Linked DNA regions of Sus scrofa: all the other regions are linked to region 3. Evidence: chromatin contacts called from public Hi-C and promoter capture Hi-C data. All regions are on one chromosome and are shown on one strand. The core of a region is the stretch at or near the end of the contact, and the rest is flanking DNA. Distances in the headings are between cores, read along the strand shown.

The links. Promoter capture Hi-C pulls out the DNA fragments that hold promoters and counts their contacts. Hi-C and Micro-C count contacts between places; a contact is called where the count stands out from the background.
Region 1: a contact with region 3 is called in a promoter capture Hi-C map of fetal liver, with 6 times the contacts expected there. The contact joins the promoter of KLF14 here to the promoter of KLHDC10 in region 3. A contact is called at or near these places in 2 of 5 promoter capture datasets (fetal liver and fetal skeletal muscle), 2 of 47 Hi-C or Micro-C datasets (embryonic fibroblasts and liver) and 2 of 2 datasets of contacts at active chromatin or transcription factors (alveolar macrophages and skeletal muscle).
Region 2: a promoter capture Hi-C map of liver shows a contact between it and region 3, with 4 times the contacts expected there. The contact joins the promoter of COPG2 here to the promoter of KLHDC10 in region 3. A contact is called at or near these places in 3 of 5 promoter capture datasets (fetal liver, fetal skeletal muscle and liver), 7 of 47 Hi-C or Micro-C datasets (embryonic fibroblasts, fetal liver, heart right ventricle and 2 more) and 2 of 2 datasets of contacts at active chromatin or transcription factors (alveolar macrophages and skeletal muscle).
Region 4: a Hi-C map of embryonic fibroblasts shows a contact between it and region 3, with 4 times the contacts expected there. The contact joins the enhancer-like site here to the promoter of KLHDC10 in region 3. A contact is called at or near these places in 3 of 5 promoter capture datasets (fetal liver, fetal skeletal muscle and liver), 18 of 47 Hi-C or Micro-C datasets (adipocytes, alveolar macrophages, blood and 11 more) and 2 of 2 datasets of contacts at active chromatin or transcription factors (alveolar macrophages and skeletal muscle).

What each region holds. Positions count from the first base shown.
Region 1 is chr18:18,145,199-18,148,589 of Sscrofa11.1, reverse strand. KLF14 (Kruppel like factor 14) reads right to left here and starts at 1,466. Exons shown (of 1, transcript NM_001134348.2): 1 at 1-1,466. The coding sequence starts at 1,201. The coding sequence ends at 221.
Region 2 is chr18:18,207,706-18,211,509 of Sscrofa11.1, reverse strand. COPG2 (coatomer protein complex subunit gamma 2) reads right to left here and starts at 2,132. Exons shown (of 24, transcript NM_001246238.2): 1 at 2,063-2,132; 2 at 821-873; 3 at 197-277. The coding sequence starts at 2,099. TSGA13 (testis-specific gene 13 protein) reads right to left here. Exons shown (of 8, transcript XM_005673166.3): 8 at 2,433-2,702. The coding sequence ends at 2,533.
Region 3 is chr18:18,721,621-18,724,989 of Sscrofa11.1, reverse strand. KLHDC10 (kelch domain-containing protein 10) reads left to right here and starts at 1,900. Exons shown (of 10, transcript XM_021079115.1): 1 at 1,900-2,094. The coding sequence starts at 2,019.
Region 4 is chr18:18,068,614-18,072,479 of Sscrofa11.1, reverse strand. No RefSeq gene overlaps it. Among named protein-coding and RNA genes, the nearest start is that of MIR29A, 31 kb to the right of the region's middle. Within about 2 kb of position 2,424, at least 2 of the 83 cell types and tissues checked have an H3K27ac peak or open chromatin away from gene starts, as enhancers often do. A contact at or near this core is called in embryonic fibroblasts, where this site is marked.

The sequences.
Region 1 (3,391 bases), core at 217-2,716, 580 kb after region 3:
GTCTTGAGGCAACCCCCCCTTTTGGATGATATACGTGTTGTAAGAATTCCTGTTATTTTCGGGCCCTCAGTCCCTCCCCAGGGTCCAACGTGCCTGCCTGGACCCACTTTCACAGCGGAGAAGCCAGTCTGTGCCTTGGTCTAATCACTCTGGGAAAGAGGGATGGGTTGAGAGAAAGCAAGGACAACGGCCTGGGGGATCGTCCTTGAGGGGACGGCTATCAGCAATGACTGTCAGGCAAGCAGGTAGTGAAGCTGGGCACCTGCCCGGGGACGGAGCCGGAGCTGTCCACCAGGTTGGCGGGTTGCGAGTCGACGCGGGGAGTGCGACGGCGCCCCCGGTACTCAATCATGTCGGGATGATAGGCTGGGTGGCGACGGGCGTGCTTGGTCAGGTGGTCGCTCCGGGAGAACTGCTTGGGGCAGAGGGGGCAGGAGAAGCGCTTTTCGCCCGTGTGCGTCCTGTAGTGGCGGGCCAGCTCGTCGGAGCGCGTGAACTTCTTGTCGCAGTCGAGCCAGTCGCAGGAGAAAGGGCGCTCACCCGTGTGGGTGCGCTGGTGGGACTTCAGATGCGATGACTTGTAATAGGCTTTGTTGCAGCCCGGGAAGGGGCAGCGGTGGCGCTTGGCAGCAGGTGTGACTGGCCTCCGACGAGGTACTGAACCCGTGGCGGGGGTGGGGCCGGCTCCAGGGGCCACGCCAGGGACCCCGCCAGGGTGGGCAGGCGCTCCGGGGACCGCTGGCGCGCCTGGGACCACGAGCGCGCCGGGAGAGCGCGCGGGTCCGGATACCTCCGCCGCGCTGGAGGCCAGGGTCGGCTGGGAGCACCGGGGCGTGCCGGAGCACGGGGTCGGGTCGGAGGAGCTGGACGAGGCACGCAGAGCTTCCCCCGAGTACTCCCCGAAGCCCTCCCCAGAGCCGCCGCGCAAGTCAGCCAAGACGCTTGCAGCCAGCAGGTGGGGCGCGGCGCCGCCCGCGCCGGGGCTGGGGGCGGGGACCTGGGGGAACGGGGGGACCGACGCGGGCCCCGGTGGCCCCGGTCCCGGCAGAGCGGACTCCGGCGGCGCCGCACCCACCTCCGAGCTTGCCGCTCCGCCCGCGCCCTCGGGGTCCGGCGGGCGGCGGTGAACCACGGCACCCGCGGACATGGACACCAAGCACTCAGCGGCGAAGTAGTCCAGGCACGCCACGGCAGCCGACATGCTGGCACCGCCGGGCCGCCGGCGCGCGCCGTCCGAGCGCGGCCGGCCGCGGGCGAGAGAGTTCTCGGGAGCGTCCGTCCCGCAGCCTCGGAGCGAGAAGCAGGAGGCCCGGTGCGCGCCGCCAGCCACCCGCCACCCGCCACCCGCCACCCGCTGCCGCCGCCGCTGCCGCCGCCCGCGCGGAGCCCGCCCCGCCTGACGCGCCCCTGACGCACCGGAGCCCGCGGGGGCGGCGGGACCCGCCCCGGCCCGCAGGACACCCCCTCGGAACGCGCGGTCCACCGGGCTAAGTCATTTTTAACAGCCTAAGAAATTATCTTGTCTTCGCGTTCTTGCCTCTGCTGGTGAGCCAGGTAATTTTAATAAAGAGAAAACTCCCCGATCGTAACTTCTGGGCAGCCTGCCGGCTTCGCCCCCCCTCGCCCGCTGGTCCTCCGCCAGCTGGGTGTCCGGCGGAGTCCGAGAAACTTTTTTTTTTAAGGAAAAAAAAATGCTTATACATGACATGTCTTTCGATTCATAATTACGATTGCTGGTTAAGCGGGCTGGAATTACATTTCACTTCTGTCTGCCGCTCTCAGATCAAATTTAAAATATCCCCGTGTCTTCATCAAAGAAAGTTTTCTCATTTACAGTTCCACTGTTAACCCAGGGTCGGTACCAATTCCCTAAGTAGAGCCACTACGTAGCCATTAATTAATAGCATTTTGAACCAGAAACATTTTTAACCTTGAAAAAGCAAAGAATCCTCTCATGGTTGAAATTGAAACTTAAAATCCTTTGAGTAACGATTTAACTATTCAAGCAACGAAAGAAAAATGCATGTTTAAACTGCATTAACCTGTCACATGCATACAAACAAATTTCCACGCTGAAATATAAATTATAGACTAGCAGCGAGATAAACACATTAAAATGGACTCCCACAATTTTAATAATAGAAAGTCACGTTTCCAATTAGGCAACATCTTTTATTTTTCTGTTGACAAAAATTAAAAATAAGGAAACGCAGCAAATTATATAGATTGCTCTTACGGTGTTTGTGATTGTGGAGGTTTTTCTTTTTATATAATCAGATATCTGTGTATATATATGTTTACATTTCTTCACTGCTTTCATTTTTTTCCTCCTTTGATTTTTAAAAAATTAAAATAAAAACACACAAAAAAGCAAACAGGATAATTTCTAAAAACGGTCACAGTATGGTTTTTGATGTATACAAGCTTTACTTATATATTATTGAATTATGTGCAGTTTGTAATTCTTTAGTACTTTTTCTTTTGAAAATTAAAAATGCATGTACCTCCAGAGTAACATACATTAATTCCTAGAATAATCAAATGTGAAATATTTGTCATATTTGCTTCAGGTTTTTTATTTGTATCAAAGATTCCAGAGAGAGTTGACTGTCACCTAGTTTCTCTCCCCAGTTTCATTCACCTTTCTCCCGCCTTGCCTAGGTAATCAGTATCATAAAGTGTGTATTCTTCTAGCACTGTCATGATACTTTATTACCTAATTACCAATATTTGCATGCTTATATATTTTAAATTTTCTTGATAAATGATACATTTAGTGTACATATCATTTTGCAACTTACTTTTTCCCCTCAATATGATTTTGAGAACTATTCATGTTGATACTTCTAGAATCTACTTTATTCATTTCAGTAGTTTTATGACCTTGTCAGCTTTGTTATTTTTATGGAGATTCCATTCTAAACCAGATAATTATTATAAAGCTGCTTGCCTCAAAATTTTAGACAATTAACTCTCAATCTACACATATTAAAATTCTATGAGATAGAATTCTTAACTAGCTGTTTTTCTTTTAATATTATTATTTAGAAAAAAGTCTAAAGCTATCTTAAAATGCAGAGAGAATATTACAGGCACCCATGTACCTGTCTCATGTGACTGGTAAATGTCAGCATTTTGCCATATCTGCTTCAGGTGAATTTTTAAAAAATTGAATTACTGAACATTTCTGATAAAACTGAAGTCCCTTTGTACTCCTCCCCCAAACCATTTTCCACCCTTTTCTCCAAAGGCAAACACTATCATGAATTTCCAATCTAGGCTTTATGCTTCTACTACATGTGAACCTGCACAGATACAGACTCTTGCTTTGATTTTTAAAATGCACATGTGTGGTGTTAGACTATGCATATTCTGTGACTTGTTTTTTTTC
Region 2 (3,804 bases), core at 883-3,382, 510 kb after region 3:
CACCTCATGAATGAAAAAGAAGTATATGTCAAAATTCTTGTCCTCAGGACATTTTACATACTGTTATGTTAAACAAAAACTGCAGATTTCTTAATTAAGTGAATTTTTAAAACCTAAATAATTATACTTTTCAGAAAGTACTTCACTGTAGGTTATGTTCCAGGACACAAATCTGAGGAAAATCAAAATAATTTACCTGGTTCAATAAGTAAAGAATCTTTGTAAGAATATGCAAACATCTTCTTGGATTGATGGGTGTTTCATTGAATATACGAGCCTGTGGAAATAAAAAGCTGTTATTCATAGTTTATTTTCTATCTTTTCCATCATGGTTATTAAAATGTATTAAAAATAAACTTTAATATAATAAATACTATAATATATTTTAATCACAGTAGCCAAATAATATTTCTTACATTTTTCAATTTATTATAATAATTAGATGCAGCCTTGCTTTTCCATTCTTTACTATCCATTCTAATTTCCTTAGATCAGCTGCTACTGGGCATTACCTATTAAGAATAACAATATTTAGCTAAATCGTTTGAATATAATGAGCTTATTATCTATAATTTCCTTCAATAACCTTGCATTAAACACCTCGTTTGGGGTTTTATTTAAAATTCTCAACATGTGATAGAGTCTACATATTTTTGCATTTCTATAAGGTCTAGACTCTCCTACGACAAGTTAACCCTTCTTCTTTTTCCCTCAAGTCTATATTCTCTGAACTTGGTTACACTCCATGATTCTTAATTTGTACCACATAGCCTGGGGCCCTCAGTCCAGCATTCTAAAATGGAACACTTCCAAGCCATACCTCCTGTAAGACAGCACTCTTCTCCAGATGCCGAAAAGGATTGGAACCACTACCTATATCATAAAACAAGACAAAACAAAAAATGTCTTTAATAGCTGTCCTACACAAACTCTTTCTAGAGAAGGGTACTGAATGCTTGGGAAATCTCACCCAAGTGAAATGACCATTTGGATATCACAGTGATAACCATCACTAATACTCATATAAATTGGTTAAAATCATTTTGATTCTGGCACTAGCTCTGTCCTCGCTAACCTGTAAGAACTTGTACTTCTCCTTTGCAGAAACCCTGCCTGAAATGAGTGTCTTCTTTTCCTGCCCTCTTTTGAGATGAATGTTACAAATATCTGTCGTGGCCACACAACTAAGATTAATGAGATTGTGGTAGGATCCTTTGGATTTCTCTAAAGGAGAGCACTGCTTTATGTGTTTCTATCATTTACTGCGAAGCAGAAGAGTTCATCAGATGATACATAAATTCCAAGCTGGAAAGGGTCACAGAGGTTTACTAACCTAATCTTCGATTTCGTTTCCTGAAAGTAGCTATCAATCACTGAGGGTTTTTGTTGTGTTTGTTTTGCTTTTTGAGGTGGCTTGGCAGCTTCCGCTTTTGCTCTGGACCAAAGATGGGTATCAAAATACAACTCACGTTCGGGTGCTTGAGTATTAAATGAGCTAGGTATCACGGAACAACAGCCTTGCCCCCAAGGAAGCGGACAGAGCAAATGGGCCCCAGGAAGACTGTAAGATACAAGGCACCCCAAGGTTCATTCACACACTATCCTATTTTTAGCAAATCCACTCCGGGCCTAACACTACCAGTCCCCAGCCCCGACCCTCCCCACCCCCCGCCTCCCGCACGCGCACACACACGCCCCCGCCCCCTGCCTTGCGCCCGCCTCTTTGGCGGGAAGCCCACCCCCGGCGTACCAGCGGAGGTGGCTCCGAGGAGCTGCGCCGGGGGAGGGGGCTGGGGGCGGGGCCGCCGAGCTGCCCGAGGCATCGCGCGGGCGCCAGGGAGGGAGCGCGCGACCCGAGGGGAGGCTCCGGCGACCGGGGGAGGGGCTAGGGGCAGGCCCCGGGCTGGAGCTGAGCGAGGCGGAGGAGGGGCCGGGCTCCAACTCCGGCCCCCTGGCACACCGACGCCCACGCCCCCAGGTGCGCAGTCCCCGGAGCAGGTGGCGGCGGCGGGGGGGAGGGGCCCTCGCGGCTGAGGATGGGCGTCAGAAGCCCTGCGCGTACCAGACTCCTCGTCCTTCTTGTCGAATTTTTTAATCATCTTGGACGACTTCCCAGCGCCCAGACCCACCGCAACCGTCCCAGGCGCCGCAGCCGGCAAGCGGAAGAGGCTCCAGGAAGGCCGGCCCCGTGCTTTGGCGCCGGTTGGGCCCCGGTCCCGTCACTCGGAGAGAAGGCCCGCCCTCCCCGCCGGCCGCGGCCGCTCTCACCCTCAAGGGACGTGACCACGCCCTCTCCTCCTTCCCCAGCCGCGCGGAGGCGGGGCCAGGCAGTGAGCCCCCGGGGCCGCGTCCCCGCCCCTTCAGTCGTTGGTGGCGGAGCGGGGTGAGCCATGGCCCACCCTGCAAGCTACCCGGCAGCTTAGGCCTGCAGTGAGCAGTAAGTTCGTTTATTTGGTTGCACGCCCTAGATGACGGCATCTGTAGGCCCTTCAGTCTGTGGAGACGAAGCGAGGGGCATGGAAGGGTTTGTTTTCACTTAGTAACAGTGGCATTTTTTATAATCCACTGCTGGGCCCTTCCACTGCGGAACGTGCTCGCTCCTGGTGCAGTTCTGGTGGGCTTCTCCTCCAGAAGCGATGAAAGGGTTAATGGTTCCCAGATCATTTGGGAAGTTGGCAAGGCGCTCTCAGACTTCTTGGAGACTGCAACAAAGCACAGGGAACCTTCGTGAGTGTGGGTTTCCAGAGGGCTCAGAAGGACACTTAATGTGAGGCATGAAAAGAGACCCACTTGAAGGGCCGAGAAAGCTGATCTTTACTCTTACCAAGAGGGAAGATTTTGGACAACGGACTGCCTTTCCCAGCCTTCTTTATAATTCTTTCCTTCCTCAACAAGCTATTTAAAACACTGCCAATTCTTCCCTGTTTAATTCCACCCTTTCAAATGATTCCATTTGTACCCATTCTTACTAAGTTAAGGTACATTCACTTGGATGTTCATATTCCTCTTGGTCTTTTCCTAAAATGTATGTTGGTTTTCCCTTCTCCTGTCTGAAAGAACAACTAAGACACTGTTTCTACCTTTGGCCTCAGTGTCACGCCTCCACTGTGGGCTCTTGCTCCCATCCCTCCGCACTTTTTTGAAGCATTATACCTTGTAAATATCCCTTAAATCTGTTTTCTTATTCCTACTGCTATCACCTTAATTCAGGTCCTGTTTGTTTCTTGGACAGACTCCTAACCAGCCTTCATGGCCCCAATTCAAACCATTCTGTTATCTTTCTTTACTTGGATGCCTGGTAAACATGGACCATTGGTGGAAGGAGCAGATGCTAGGTTCTCTTTTGCTTGAAGTGGAGACATTGCTCAATTTCACAGTAGATTGTCTTTGTTTAGGAAAAGCCCTATAATGGGCCCTTTAGATACATAAGTAAATATCCACTCATTTTTCTTGAGGGAAACTGTAAAGTCACCATACGTCTAATAAATGCTGCAGACTGAGATATTAAGCGTTCTGGTTATAGAGGTAAACTGGGTTACCTTAACAGAATTATGCCTTTGAAAAATCAGAGAATTCTAATCAGATTAGATTCTATGTTCTGGAGTGATTCTTTCTTCCAGTATGGATTTAAACTAAACAGCTGATATGCTGCACACTGTATCACTTAAGATTTACTCCAACTTTACTCAATGTACTATTATGTATGATTTAGCTGGCTTATGAAGCTCAAATATTGCTTTCCATGTGGAGTTTCCCTTGAAGGAAATAGATATTCTTACTTATTTATTTTGGGGCTGAAGATAA
Region 3 (3,369 bases), core at 651-3,150:
GTAACCTGCTGAGCCACAACGGGAACTGTATTTTGAAAAAAATGTTCCTGGGTCCTTGAATTTCCTATAAACTGGTCATTAGAGGTAGACATCTGATGAGATTCAGGTTCAGTTTTTTCTACAAGGCTACTTCTTGGGCATGTTTATTTTCTAGAAGCATATAGGTCTCAGTTTTCATTTTGCGATAACACCAGTGGTTGATGTTCAATGTGTTGATCTCCGAATTCATCAGGGGTTGCAAAATGGTGATAGTTTGTCATTCGTTATTTGTTACTTGGACTATTCTTTTCTTTTTTTTTTTTTTTTTTTTTTTAGGGTCACACCCATGGCATATGGAAGTTCCCAGGCCAGAGGTTGAATTGGAGCTGTAGCCACTAGCCTACACCACAGCAACAGCAACGTCAGATCTGAGCCAGCATCTGCGACCTACACCACAGCTCCTGTTACCACCAGATCCTTATCCCACTGAGCGAGGTCAGGGATCAAACCCATGTCCTCATGGATGCTAGTCAGATTCCTTTCCACTGAGCCACTAAAGGAACTCCCGCTTGGAGTGTTGCTATGAAAAGAAAATTTTCTTCATCTACTATTTGATTACTCAGTGGTACAGATTCTTTAAAAATTAAGATTTATTAATTTTGATTTTCCTATCTTAGAACCTTAGAGCTTTTTTTTCATGTCTCATTTTTGTAAGCAGTGCTTTCTAATGCTTCATGGGTGAAATACTTCCACAGGGCCTGGAAGTAGCAAAACAAGGAGGCGGGGCCCTTGGGGGATGTGAAATTTGCACTAAGGGAATAGCATCATCAACTCAGCAGATTTTTTTTCTTTGCTTTTCTCTCCTATAGGAAGCGTCAAGCAAGAAAGAAAGGAAGAAAAACGTCCTCAGATCTAAGAATCTTGAAAAGTTTTCTTTCCCTCGAGGAATGTATATAATTTCCCCTTACCATTCAAACATCAGTAAACACTCTATTTTCCCACTTTGCCCCGCGCCCAGTAAGTTCAAAGCCAAACTCTGTTTAATTTTGGAACAATAGCAATTTCTGATCTGTACATCGACCTTTTCCTTTGATCCTGATTCTCAGTACCTGTTCCTGTCTTGCAGCTGATTCAAATTTTCTAAGAGCAAAAAGGAGTTTGATTGAACAAAAGCATTTACATAGCCATCAATCACCTATGAAAGAACCTTTTTCTTGGCGCTCTGTTCACTGCTGGATGTTATTTTAAAAAATCTTTACTAACTTCATAAGCCTGAAGTGGTTTCTCACTGGGGTCTTTAATTGCATTTTTATGATTACTGGTGAGGTTGAACATCTTCCCACGTTTGTTAACCAGGTTTAAAATTGTTTGCTTGCGACGTGGCTTATATTGAATTGAGGAGGAATTCCGCCAGTCGGCTGAAAGACAAGACAAATGAAACCTCATTCCCTTAGTTAAGCTTAGACTCCGCCCCTGGCTATTTTCCCCTCGAAGAGCGCTCTTTGTGTGTGTCAGAGAAAGGGATCTCAGTCTGTAAAGCGAGACACTGCATTGCCCCCAAATATGTGTAATATGTGCGCGTCCCGTTTCTGATTTAGGTGTTTATGCGGAAGAGTTCCCGAATCCTGAACTCCTCGAGTCAGGGCTGCCGCGGGGACTCTTTCTGCAGGCGTGGTCTCTCTCACTCGGCCTTCGATTGGCCCGCCTGATCCCGCCGGAGTCAACGCGATGCGGGCTGCCTTAACGCGGTGGATGTGAGTGATGAGTGGCTGCTTCTGCCTTTCTCTCCCCCGACTTTTTTTTTTTTTTTAGCCATAGCTATGGTTACCACGTCTCTCCCCGCCTCTCTCAACCTGCCAAGAAGACGATTGGCCATTGGCTGCCTGTCACCAAGTAAGTCAGTCATTGGTCGCTGGTGAGACCGGGCGCTCCCCCTTCCCCTGTCTCCCGGGTCTCTTGAGGAGCGCAGGAAGGAGGCTCCGCTAGTGCCGCCGGGCCACGGGCTGCCGCGACCGGGCTGCGGCAGTCGTTAGCGGGTCATGTCGGCCGCCCAGGGCTGGGACAGGAACCGCCGGAGGGGAGGAGGCGCCGCAGGAGGTGGCGGCGGCGGCGGAGGTAGCGGGGCCGGCGGGGGCAGTGGGGGCAGCGGGGGTCGGGGGACTGGCCAGCTCAACCGCTTCGTGCAACTCTCCGGGCGGCCGCACCTGCCAGGTGAGTCGTGGGACACGGTCCTGATAGCCCGCGGACGCGGCGGGAAGGCTACTGCTTCCTTTTCTTTTCTCCTTGGCTTTCTTTTCTTTGGGAGGTGGAAAGGCAGGCCCCGGGCGTAGCAGAGCGACCGGGGCTCAGAGCTAAGGAAAGGTGTCTTTGAGGTCAGGGAGGGAACAGGAGTAAAGCGGGAAAACAAAGTATTTTTGCTCTGTTGAAAGCTCTGTGCTGAGAGTTGTGTTTTCTTTTCAAAGGAGAGGTCGCTGTCTCATTGACATTCCCAAATGTTTCCTTACTCGATTCCCGGTCTCGTCCTCTTCCGCAGTTTGATCGTGTAAAAAAAAAGAAAGACATTGGCGCCTAGCTGTGGGAAATCATTTTTAAGGAGAGAAGAGGGAAGAGCATTCCAAAGAGAGATTTTGGAAAACAAAACAAAATACCTCGTGTAAAAGTTAGGCATTCTGAAACAAAAAAGGAGTAAGAAGGGTGGGTGGGAAACAGAACCGTGAGAATTAGGGAAAACTAGTAGAGTTATTAATATTTTGGAATGTCCAGAGACAGAATCGATAGTGTGTTTGAATTTTAACGGGAGGAAATGAAGATGAAAAATGTATAATTTTGAAGTGACAAAATTATGCTGTGTCTACCATATGAAAACAGATGGTTGAGAACTGGAATAATGTACCTCAGTGTGATTATTTCACGTTTTTGCCCACAATTTCCTATTCTTGTGTTGATATGCCTTGAAAATCAGACAAATCAAATCGATGTGTGTGCAGACAATTTTAAAGAGCTACATTTTGCAAGTGAATATTTAGCACAATAAAATGAAGGTGTACTACCTAGAGTGTCAAATATTATATTGGGCAAGCTTATTTTTGCCATAAAGAGAAAATGATGTGTTAATCATTCACCATGTTTTTGTAAACAAGATTGAGGTTGATTTTATCAGTGATATGTTTGTTTAACTGATGAATCTTGAGAATATGATGGTTTTTGAATTGTTTTTTGAATTGTTTTTGAATTGTGTTTACTACCGTGCCTTGTACTTATAAGTAGTCAAAAATTATCTTATTAATTCGAAGATAAAGGGAATTTTGCACTTTCACTGTGTCGATTGCTTATGTTTGTGATAAGGTTATTGATGTGTGCTGGAAATGCATATTAGTGCATTTATATGCG
Region 4 (3,866 bases), core at 1,175-3,674, 650 kb after region 3:
ATCTACCAGGACAAAACTCTACTTAAAAGAGGCACGTGCACCCACATGTTCATTGCAGCACTATTCACAATAGCCAGGACATGGAAACAACCCAAATGTCCATCAACAGATGATTGGATTCGGAAGATGTGGTATATACACACAATGGAATACTACTCAGCCATAAAAAAGAATGACATAATGCCATTTGCAGCAACATGGATGGAACTGGAGAATCTCATCCTGAGTGAAATGAGCCAGAAAGACAAAGGCAAATACCATATGATATCACTTATAACTGGAATCTAATATACAGCACAAATGAACACCTCCTCAGAAAAGAAAATCATGGACTTGGAGAAGAGACTTGTGGCTGCCTGATGGGAGAGGGAGGAAGTGGGAGGGATCGGGAGCTTGGGCTTATCAGACCCAACTTAGAATAGATTTACAAGGAGATCCTGCTGAGTAGCATTGAGAACTATGTCTAGATACTCATGTTGCAACAGAACAAAGGGTGGGGGAAAAAATGTAATGTATACATGTAAGGATAACTTGATCCCCTTGCTGTACAGTGGGGGAAAAAAAAAAATGTTGGTGACCTAAAATTTCAAAAAAACAAAACACTGTCTTCTTTTGGCTTCTATGGCCACATATTTGCTTGACTTTTCTCCTGTCTTCACATCTTTTTTTTTCCTATCTATATTCTCCCTGGATGGTCTAATCTAGTCCTTTATATTAAACACAATTTATATGCTAGTGATGCCCAAATATATGTACATCTTTGGTTCTCAGGGTTCCCTGTGAATGGGGTGCTTTATGTATGTGCACGTAGAGTGTAATAACCGTCTAAAGCTAATACAGAAAAAAAATCAGCTCCATTCCGTCTCTTCATACCTGTTAGTCGTTCATTTGCTCCCACTTAGTCAATGGCCCTACTACCATATGTTCAACCAAAACAATGAGCATTTGCAATCCCTCTCCTTCCTTCAACCCCTGTTTTCCACTTTTTGGGTCAGTCCTGTCAGATCCATTTGCAAAATGCATCCCCCCAAATTCCACTTCTATTTTGCCTGTAACCAATGACGTTCAAGTCACCATCATATCTCACCATTCCTAGCTTTTGAAGTGCTTCTGTGGTTCCACACTTGCCCTCAACAATCCATCCTCCATACAACAGCAAGAATGATCCCTTTCAAATGCGAGCCGGATCATTTCATCCCCTAAACCCACCAAGAGGTGGGTCCTAATAAAGTTCAAGTTCTGCGCCACAGTCTACAGTTTGTACATGGCTCCAGCCCTGCCCATCCACAAAGAGCCAGAAGAATAATCCCACCATGTGCCCAGAAGGTGGCAGCTTTAACAGCTATCACACTCCTTATCGTATTATTTTGTGTACACAATGTTTTTCTAGCCATAGAGTATATCATAAAGAATGAACATTACATTGGGGGAGTGATGTCAGCATCACAGCAATATAAGACATCCGTCTTTTTAATCCCATTTTTTAAACAAGACAGACATCCATCTATGAAAAAATCACCTCTGTGGGAATTGTGGGACCCAGCATCACTCACCAAGAGACTCACCTACCTGTGCATCCAGTAATAGGCAGACAGATTTTGGTGCAGACTGCAGAATTAGAAGAGCCAGCAAACCTGCATAGAACCCCCTCTTGATGTGTTGAAAAAAAAACCTGGAGAGTGCTGACCGGGGCAGATCCCCTTGAATGAGAGAGAATTTGCACAAGTCCAGCCTTCCCGAGGGGAGGTTCCAGCACACCATTCTAGAAAAACAACAATAATAATAAAAGGTTGGAAGCGGCAGAGGGGGTGGTAAGAGAAATTTTCCAAGCACCTCCCCCGCCCCCTTCCTCTGAGGAAGCACTGCTCCAGGCTGATGTATCCAGTGGCGGCACCCTCTCTCGGGGAAAATGATGGCAGTTAAGTACCCAGCTACTCCAGTTGTGTGGGACAAACCCGTTTCTCCCCAACAGCCCCCAGAGTACTGAGGTGGGGCTTTTGTGACTGGAGGGAGAGAAGGGACACCTTTCCTGTGGACTGCACTCATCAGGAAGCCCACCCACAAGCCTCTGGAAGTACCACACTTGGGAGTCCTCCAACCAGATCCATGGGCACCCCCAACGTCCCAGGGCTAAACCCACATCTCCCCACAGTGTGTGGCATCTCTGTGTGCATGCTTCAGAGTGCAGCATGAAGAGAAAACTCCTGGGAATGGGGTGCACCCTGAGAAACAGGCCACACTGAGTGGGCAAGGGAGAAACCACAAACTGGAGCCATAGCGCCACCTTCTGGAAAACAAATGAGAGGTTTCCAGGGGCCCGCCTGGTGACTGGTCAGAATCATAGACATAAAAGCTTCAGAATCGTGCCACACGGGGGAGCAAGAAGAGTGGAGTAATGTACCAATACAAAGACATAAAACCACAGATAACAACACTTTTGAACAGACTATGTCATCAGAAAGCAGCTAACAAAGTATTCAAGGAGTCTCTCACTTCAAACAGGAAAGCAGTAATGCAAAAACCGTAAAAAACATTTAAAATCAAAGAAACCTGCCATCACAAAAAGAAAATAATTCTCCAGTAACCACGCTCAAAGACACAGAATTTTGTGACCTAGCCAGTAAAGAATTCAAAAGAGCTATTTTGAAGTAACTTAAGCTATAAGAAAACTCAGACAATTCACTGAAATCCCAGAAAAAAATACAAGAGCAAAATGAAAATTTCCCAAATGAGATAGAAACCACAGAAAAGAACCAGACAGTGCTTCTGGGGCCGAAGAACTCAATAAATGAAATGAAAAATGCAATAGAGAGAATCAGCAATAGAGCCGATGAGAAATAGAATAAGTGAGTTAGAGGATAGGGATCTGGAAATAACCCAGCAAAAGACCAACAAATAAAACAAGAATGAAAAAGAGCAAAGAAAGCCTCTGTGGCCTATAGGATTCCATTAAAAGGATAAATATTGGAATAATTGGGGTTCCAGAAGGAGAAGAGAGGGATAAGGGAGCAGAAAATTTATTTAAAGAAGTAATAGCTGAGAACTTCCCAACCTGGGGAAAGAAATGGGCATCCAAATACACAAAACCTAATAGGTCACCCTGTTATCTCAGCACAAAAAGACCTCTAAGACACATTACAATGAAGCTGTCAAAAATCAGTGATAAAGAAAGAATTCTGAGGAGCTCCCTGGTGGCCTAGCAGTTAAGGATTTGGCATTATCACTGCTGTGAACTGGGTTCAATCCCTGGCCTGGGAATTTATGCATGCTGTGGGCATGGCCCCCAAAATTCTAAAAGCATCTAGAGAAAAAAGTTGTAACATACAAAAGAACCCTCATTGGACTATCATTGGGTTTTTCGACAGAAACTCTAAAGGGCAAAAGAGAGTGGAATGATATATTCAAAATGTTGAAAGAAAAAACTTGCTAGGCAGGATTGGTCTATCTGGCAGTTATCCTTCAGACATGAATAAAGCTTTTTCTAGACAAAAGCTGAGAGAGTTCATCACCACTAGACCTGCCATGAAAGAAATGCTGAAAGAAAAATTTCAAGCTGAAATGAAAAGAAGCTAAACAATGACCACCCCCCCAATATAAAATATACAACACACTGGTAAAGATAAATGTGCAATCGGACCTAGAAACTGAATCTGTAACAGGATAGTTTGTTAACCACATAACTTTAGTATAAAAGTCAAAGGAAAAGAGTATTGAAAATAATTAAGCTACCATAATGGGTTAGTGAATACACAGTATAAAAATGCAACACCAAAAATATAAAAAGGGGAGTTCCCATTTGTGGCTCAGCGGTAATAAATGAATTTGACTCGTGCCCATGAGGACGTGGCTTCAATCCCTGGCCTCCC